Regions from separate parts of the Bos taurus genome. Here region 1 is linked to region 2. Evidence: chromatin contacts called from public Hi-C data. All regions are on one chromosome and are shown on one strand. Each heading gives the region's core, a stretch centred on a gene start, on an enhancer-like site or on the middle of the called end of the contact. The rest is flanking DNA. Distances are from core to core; before and after follow the strand shown. Region 1 holds the start of LY6G5C (lymphocyte antigen 6 family member G5C). Region 2 holds the start of CFB (complement factor B).

Region 1 (3,237 bases), core at 488-2,987, 200 kb before region 2:
TGAAGCAACTAAGACCTGGTGCACCTTAAATAAATAAATGTTTTTTAAAAGAGTTCCTCTGGGAGAGTAAAGAGGAAGACAGCAAAAGACCAAACTCTGGTGAACACGAACTGTTAAGGCTCCCGAAGAAAAAGGCAAGACTCAGTGAAAGAGGCTGAGAAGAAGCAGTGGAAGAGGTAGCAGAAGAATGGTGCTGGCAGGAACTACTGCTGACAGACGGGGAGAAGGCAGCCCGAGGAAAGGCCAGCGGATCTGGGAACTCCAGGCCTGCGAGGCTGGGTGTTATAAGGAGGGTGAGCCAAGAAGGCAAGAGGAATGGAAGTAGCGATGTGGAGTAGCTCTAAAGGAAAGGAGAGAGGGAGTGATAGAACAGTATCTTAGAGTTGTGGGAACCAGTTGGGGTGCCGCTTAGAAGGCTGGTAAAGACTCAGTTCGGGAATGGACTGGACCCAAGATGAAAGGAAGAGGCAGCTTACTGTTCTTTATGAGCAGAGTCATGCAGCTGCTGCCCTTTGGGACAAGGCAGGTGTCAGATCCCAGAAGGCATCCCAACTCCTTGGTCTCAAAGAGGCATCGATAGCAGCTTAGGTATTCGTTGAAATATTTCTGTCTAATGGGTTCTTGATCATATATCTCAGACTGACCTGGAACACAGAGAAACACTGACCCCAAACCCACTTAATTCCCAGACTGATCAACCCCACTGTTCCCTCCTACCTCCCTACTCAGAAAACCATAAAATCACCAATTCCTGAAAAATATCAGGCTTAATCTAACATCAGAAGCTTTAGTTCTCATAAAAAATCTCCACTCTCTACTCTCATACCTCTTGAAATGAGGAACTCATTCATTCAACATGCATTTGAGGGGCTAACATGCTTAGCACTCTACAAGCCTCTAAATTAAAGGTTAGGCCAAGGCAGTTCATTCCAACTTTTAGCAGCCCTGTTAAGACAGTGCTTCCTCTGTGACTTGGTTTCACTGTCCCTCACCCAACCCCCAGATTCTCTTTTGAATATGCTTTCTTAATCTGTAATGTTCAGAGTGTGAAAACCTCAGAGCGTATCATCACAGGACAGGAAGAATCTCTCCTTTCTGTAGCCAGGAGACTTCAAACAGCCCAGGGCCACATTCTTTGTTTGGTTGTCCTTTCACTGAACAGACTCATGAAACGTTGTCCACCAAAGCCCTCCCCAACTACACCATATTCATCTCCCTCCTCCTCTGGTCCCGGGCCCAGATCACATGTTACTGAGCCCCCAAAACCCACTTTCAGACCCAGCAGAGCACTTGTATGAAGCAGATGCTGAGCAAACACTTTGGATCTGGTTTCTGTGTAGACGGTGCTTTGCACCCAAGTGGAGTTATCAGGCTGAACTTAGCCTTGTTCTACGCTGTGTATCCTGAGGCTGTCATCTGGCACGTTCCCCCAACCCTCCCCATTCTGTATTGCCCTCAGATTCGAAGAGATTCCCCTTAGTATCTCCATTTAGGTTATTGCCGTTGAGTGAGACAGCCTTGGGGTAGTCACCAGCAATCTTCCTCAGAGTGAATATCAGTCTGTTATCAGTCTGATATTATCCCACCACGCCCACCCATCCCATCTTTCCTCCTGACTGGTTTTACCTGAATGTTCTTGGTACATGTATTCAGATACTTGGTATCAGGGTTTCTGTATCCAGCAGGTTAGGAAACCCTTCTGACCCCATTGAAACACTTACCAAACACCAAGCTCATCGTGACCAGCACTATTAAGAGGACTATGTACAGGGTTTGATTCTGGTTACCTGCATGGCCTTCCATAACATACATGACTGCCCACCAGCCTCCACTTTGGCCTTATATTGGCTGAAGAGAAGTGGGCAAAGAGGAAAGGGGGAGGCAACATCCTTTTGGAGTGGAAATCAATGCTAGAATCTACAGCCAAGAGACTGAGTGTCCTCACCCATGGCCCTAACATCCTGGTTTGGAAACAAGGATGGGGGAGATGGGGGAAGGAGAGGGGAACCTTCTTTCATATTAATTCAACAGACATTCGTTAGATCACTGCATCAGGTATTGGGGATACAATACTGCACAAAGTCCCTACCCTCACAGAGCACAATCTAGAATGAGAGACCAGTCAACAATGAGGGAGTAAGGGGAAGAGTGTTTCTGGGAGAACTTGGGCAGTGCAAACCACTGACAAAGAGATTTCAGCAGAAGAGTACAAGATCAGATTTCTGTTTGTAAAAGATTTCTGAGGCGGGGAAATCAGTTAGGAAGCTATTCCTGAGTTCAGTCACAAGATGGCGGCCTGGTCTAGCAGAAGAGAGGGAAGCCGACAAGTGAATGACTCTGAGCAGCATTAGAAGGAAGACTAGACAGATTTGGACTTGGACTGTGAGGTGAGGAAGGGACTTGCAAAAGGGGATGACTGTGATACTATTTTTCAGGATGGGGAAGACGTGTCAGAAATCCAAAAGCGAGGACACCTGAGTCGTGAGTGACCCTACTCAGTCCAGTAGGGGTGCCAGAAAACCAGAGCCGTTCCATACACCCCCACCCCCCTGCTTTTCCGGTCCCGCCTCAGCTCAACCGCAGGTCAGTGGGTCTGATCTCCGGTGCCCACCGGCTCTGGCGCTGTGAGCTCGCTCTCCGTGCCTGGCTGCACCTCAGGGCTTTTGGGAAGACGCGAGGGCGGCCCCCAGCCCAAGCTCAGCTCTTGGCCAGGCGGCTGGAGAGAAACCTGAGAAGGTCGAGTCGCGCGCTTCGTGGGGACCCAGGCATCCTGCCCTGGTGTGTGTGTGTGTGTCGCTTCGTGGGGACCCAGGCATCCTGCCCTGGTGTGTGTGTGTGTGTGTGTCGCTTCGTGGGGACCCAGGCATCCTGCCCTGGTGTGTGTGTGTGTGTGTGTGTGTGTGTGTGTACACTTAGTCGCTCAGGGGTGTGTGTGTGTATACTTAGTCGCTCAGTCGTGTCCGACTCTTGGCGACTCCATGGACTGTAGCCCTCCAGGCTCCTCTGTCTATGGGGATTCTCCAAGCAAGAATATTGAAGTGGGTTGCCATGCCCTCCTCCAGGGGATCTTCCCAACCCAGGGATTGAACCCAGGTCTCGCGCACTGCAGGTGAATTCTTTACCGACTGAGCCACCAGGGAAGCTTGCCCTGCCGGATCACCTAAAGTACTATGCGGCTTCCCCGGAAGGTGGCACTTTGGTGCCAACATCCCTCCCATACCCGGATGCTGCGCCAGG
Region 2 (3,552 bases), core at 138-2,637:
TCCATCCTTGTGTCCTCTTCTGCCCCTCCTGCAGTGGACAAACTGTGTCAAGGTCGTCCTCAAAGACAAAACCACGTTCCCCAACCTGACAGATGTCAGAGAGGTGGTGACAGACCAGTTCCTATGCAGTGGGACCCAGGGGGATGACAGTCCCTGCAAGGGTGAGCCCCTCCTCCGCCCACTTTCCATCCCCAACCCCCACCCTGGAGTCCAGATTCCCCAGGGGAAGGCCACCGATGTCCCTTGTGGCCAGCATGCACGCCCTGATGCAGCGGTGATGGTTGGCAGGATGACAGTCTCTGTCCCTCCTTTCTGGTAGGAGAATCTGGAGGAGCAGTTTTCCTTGAGCGGAGACTCAGGTTTTTTCAGGTGAGAAGGGAGAAGTTTGCAGGACTGGAGTCACGGGATCTTGGCCTTGTTGGGGGATGAGGCAGACCTTTGAAGGACCTAAGGAGGTTGGGGCTGGGACAGGGGAAGCCCCCCACTCCAACCTTTCCCTCTTCTAGGTGGGCCTGGTGAGCTGGGGTCTCTACAACCCCTGTGGCGGCTCCAGTAAGAACTCCCGCAAACCTGCGCCCCATGGCAAGGTCCCGCGAGATTTCCACATCAACCTCTTCCGCCTGCAGCCCTGGCTCAGGCAGCATCTGGAGGGCATCCTGAACTTTGTGCCCCTCTAATCTTGGCCACCGAGCCCTCTGCTGACCTGCCAGGACCTGCTGTCTCTCCAGTCTCCTACCTCTGAATGCCCACCCTCAGCCTCCATGACCCATCTGCACTCCTTGCTTTGAACACATTCCCGCCTCCAGGATTCCAGGGCAGAGGCACATCCACACTAGGGAATCCCCGGCGCTCCTCCCAGCGCTGACCCCACCCTCTGCTGTACTTGGCTCACTCTCCTTCTCCTTACATAGGAAATTACCCAGTTATGAAATTAATAAAAAGCCAGTGATCCCCACATTTGTCTGTGCCTCTGCCTAGGGGCTGGCCTGGGAGGGGAGAAAAAGGCCAGAATAATTCCAGGAACCGCCAAGAAGGCAGGTCAGAGACCTTGCTGGACAAACAGTGGCTGAACTCTGTTCCTTAACAGAGTCAGCAGCAGGGGGTAGGGGGGGGCGGCGCGCAGTGTGGATCTTATATCTAGTCCCCAAGGGGAGGTCTGGGCTTGTTGGACAGGACCAGGGGCGGAGAGGAGGTGTTGACTGGCTGAGTCCTGGACCTTGGGGAGCCAAAGGTGGAGTTTTTGCAGTTTCTGTTTCCTTGATTGGCAGCTCAGTGGGGCCCTCCCCGCTTGGACATTCCGGAAAGTGATGTGGGTAGGGAGGGTGGGGTGAACAGCAGGTGCCAGAACAGGATTGCATAAAAGGCTGGAGGTTGTGGGGGGCAGGGGAAGGGAGTGTGACTAGGCTCAGGTCTAAAGTTTCAGCTTGGCCATCAAGCCAAGCAGACTTGCAGCAGAAGCCAGGAGAGGCCCTCCTGCCCCCCAGCCCCGGGTCACCATGGGGATTGGTCACAACCCCCGACTCTGCCTGGTACCCTTGATCCTGGGCCTCTTGTGTGGAGGTAAGTGAGATCACAGCCCCCCTCCCTCCACTCCTGCTTCCCCCACGATCCGTCCTCGGCCTTGTGAGGCTGGGCCTCACCAACTTTTCTCTTTAGGTGTGGGCATGACGCCATTGCCTGAGGCTGGGCCCCAAAGCCCCTGCTCTCTGGAGGGAGTAGAGATCAAAGGTGGCTCCTTCCGGCTTCTCAAGGCGGGCCAGGTGCTGGAGTACTTGTGTCCTTCTGGCTTCTACCCATACCCCACGCAGATTCGCACCTGCAGATCCACAGGGTCCTGGAGCACCCTGCAGACTCAAGACAGAAAGATTGTCAAGAGGGCTGAATGCAAAGGTTGGAGGGCAGTGAGGATGGGCATGGGCTGGCTGTGGGACGGAGCAGGTGGCAGCCAAGGTCCAGACTTGGATAAGTCTAGGCTTGAGTGGAGACCAGGCAGGCTGACAAGTTGGGCTGAGCACGGGTCAGAGCTGAGCGAGGGTTGGAGGTGGGATGGAGAGAGAAGGAAGGGGAGCTAGACTTTACTAAGCATTTACCCTGTGTCAAGCAGTCCCGGTAGTTCAAAGAACACTTAGAAATGGGGAGCGGGGAGCAGCAGTACTCCTTATGGGTGGAGGTTCCTCCAGGGGTTGAAGGTAGTAGCTATTCTGTGAGGCCCAGAAGTGGTATTTCTCAGTGACAGGGTCCCTGAGACCAGAAGGGTTATCCTAAAGGGCAGCCCTTCCCTTCCAGTAACTTCTACTTGGTCTCCACCCCCTTGCCCCCAAAGCAATTCGCTGTCCCAGACCACAGGATTTTGAGAATGGGGAGTACTGGCCCCGGGCTGCCTACTACAATTTGAGCGATGAGATCTCTTTCCGCTGCTATGATGGCTACACTCTTCGGGGCTCTGCCAATCGCACCTGCCAAGGGAATGGTCGGTGGGATGGGGAAACGGCCATCTGTGATGATGGAGGTGAGAACCGTCCCCCCTGTCCACAACAGCTCCTTCTCCCTGACCACCCGCAGCCTGAGGAACCAGTGCCACAGCTCTCGGTTCTCTGCCTTGCCCTTTGGGCCCCAGGCTTTGGCCCTCACCAGTGTGTCTTACACTTCTGCAGCGACGTACTGCCCCAACCCGGGCATCCCCCTTGGCACGAGGAAGGTGGGCAGCCAGTACCGCCTTGAAGACCGTGTCACCTACTACTGCAACCGGGGGCTCACTCTACGTGGTTCTGAGCAGCGAACATGCCTGGAAGGTGGCTCTTGGAGTGGAACGGAGCCTTCCTGCCAAGGTGACCCTTATCTGTACCCTCAAGTCAGACCCTGCTCTCCCATCTGCACATCCCCTCAGGAGCGCACTGCCTTCTCTCACTGCCACCATCCAGCTCCTTCCTCCCTTCTCTAAATCTCCCTGAAGAACTTCTAAGCCCTTCCCGCCCCTGAAGCCCACCATCTCGTGTCAGTGTCCCTGACCCTCCCAGACATTTGACCTGCTCTCTGATCTCTCCCAGACTCCTTTATGTACGACACTCCTGCAGAGGTGGCCGAAGCTTTCCTGTCTTCCCTGACAGAGACCATAGAAGGAGTTGATGCCGAGGATGGACATAGCCCAGGTTTGAAGGCAGAGAGGGGAGGCGGGGCAGGGAGTTGGGCATGGGGTGGAGAAGGGGCAGGAGACCTCTTTGTTCTGGAGCCTGAGCCTCTCTGGTGACATCCAGGGGAACAACAGAAGAGAAAGATTGTCCTGGACCCCTCAGGCTCCATGAACATCTACCTGGTATTGGATGGATCAGACAGCGTGGGGGCCCACAACTTCACAGGGGCCAAGAATTGTCTCAGAGATTTCATCGAGAAGGTGGGGCCCCCTCCCCTTGAAGGTGGGAACCTTGAAAGGACCTCACTGCCCTGCCAGGACTAGTTCCCAAATACTCCCAGCCCCTTGGAGCCACAGGGTCCCAGAAAATCTCCAGGTCCTATTGTGTCCTTCTTTCCTTTTACTTGACCTTTAACCTGGAC

Evidence for each region. A called contact is a pair of places that touch in the nucleus more often than the background predicts.
Region 1: a contact with region 2 is called in a Hi-C map of skin fibroblasts, with 3 times the contacts expected there. The contact joins the promoter of LY6G5C here to the promoter of CFB in region 2. A contact is called at or near these places in 2 of 11 Hi-C or Micro-C datasets (liver and skin fibroblasts).

The regions. Positions count from the first base shown.
Region 1 is chr23:27,621,363-27,624,599 of ARS-UCD2.0, reverse strand. It overlaps LY6G5C (lymphocyte antigen 6 family member G5C), which reads right to left and starts at 1,737. Exons shown (of 3, transcript XM_024984084.2): 1 at 1,722-1,737; 2 at 477-644. The coding sequence starts at 1,737.
Region 2 is chr23:27,419,212-27,422,763 of ARS-UCD2.0, reverse strand. It overlaps CFB (complement factor B), which reads left to right and starts at 1,387. Exons shown (of 18, transcript NM_001040526.1): 1 at 1,387-1,560; 2 at 1,657-1,890; 3 at 2,324-2,509; 4 at 2,655-2,828; 5 at 3,048-3,149; 6 at 3,255-3,391. The coding sequence starts at 1,497. C2 (complement C2) reads left to right here. Exons shown (of 18, transcript NM_001034492.1): 16 at 35-161; 17 at 320-369; 18 at 507-953. The coding sequence ends at 677.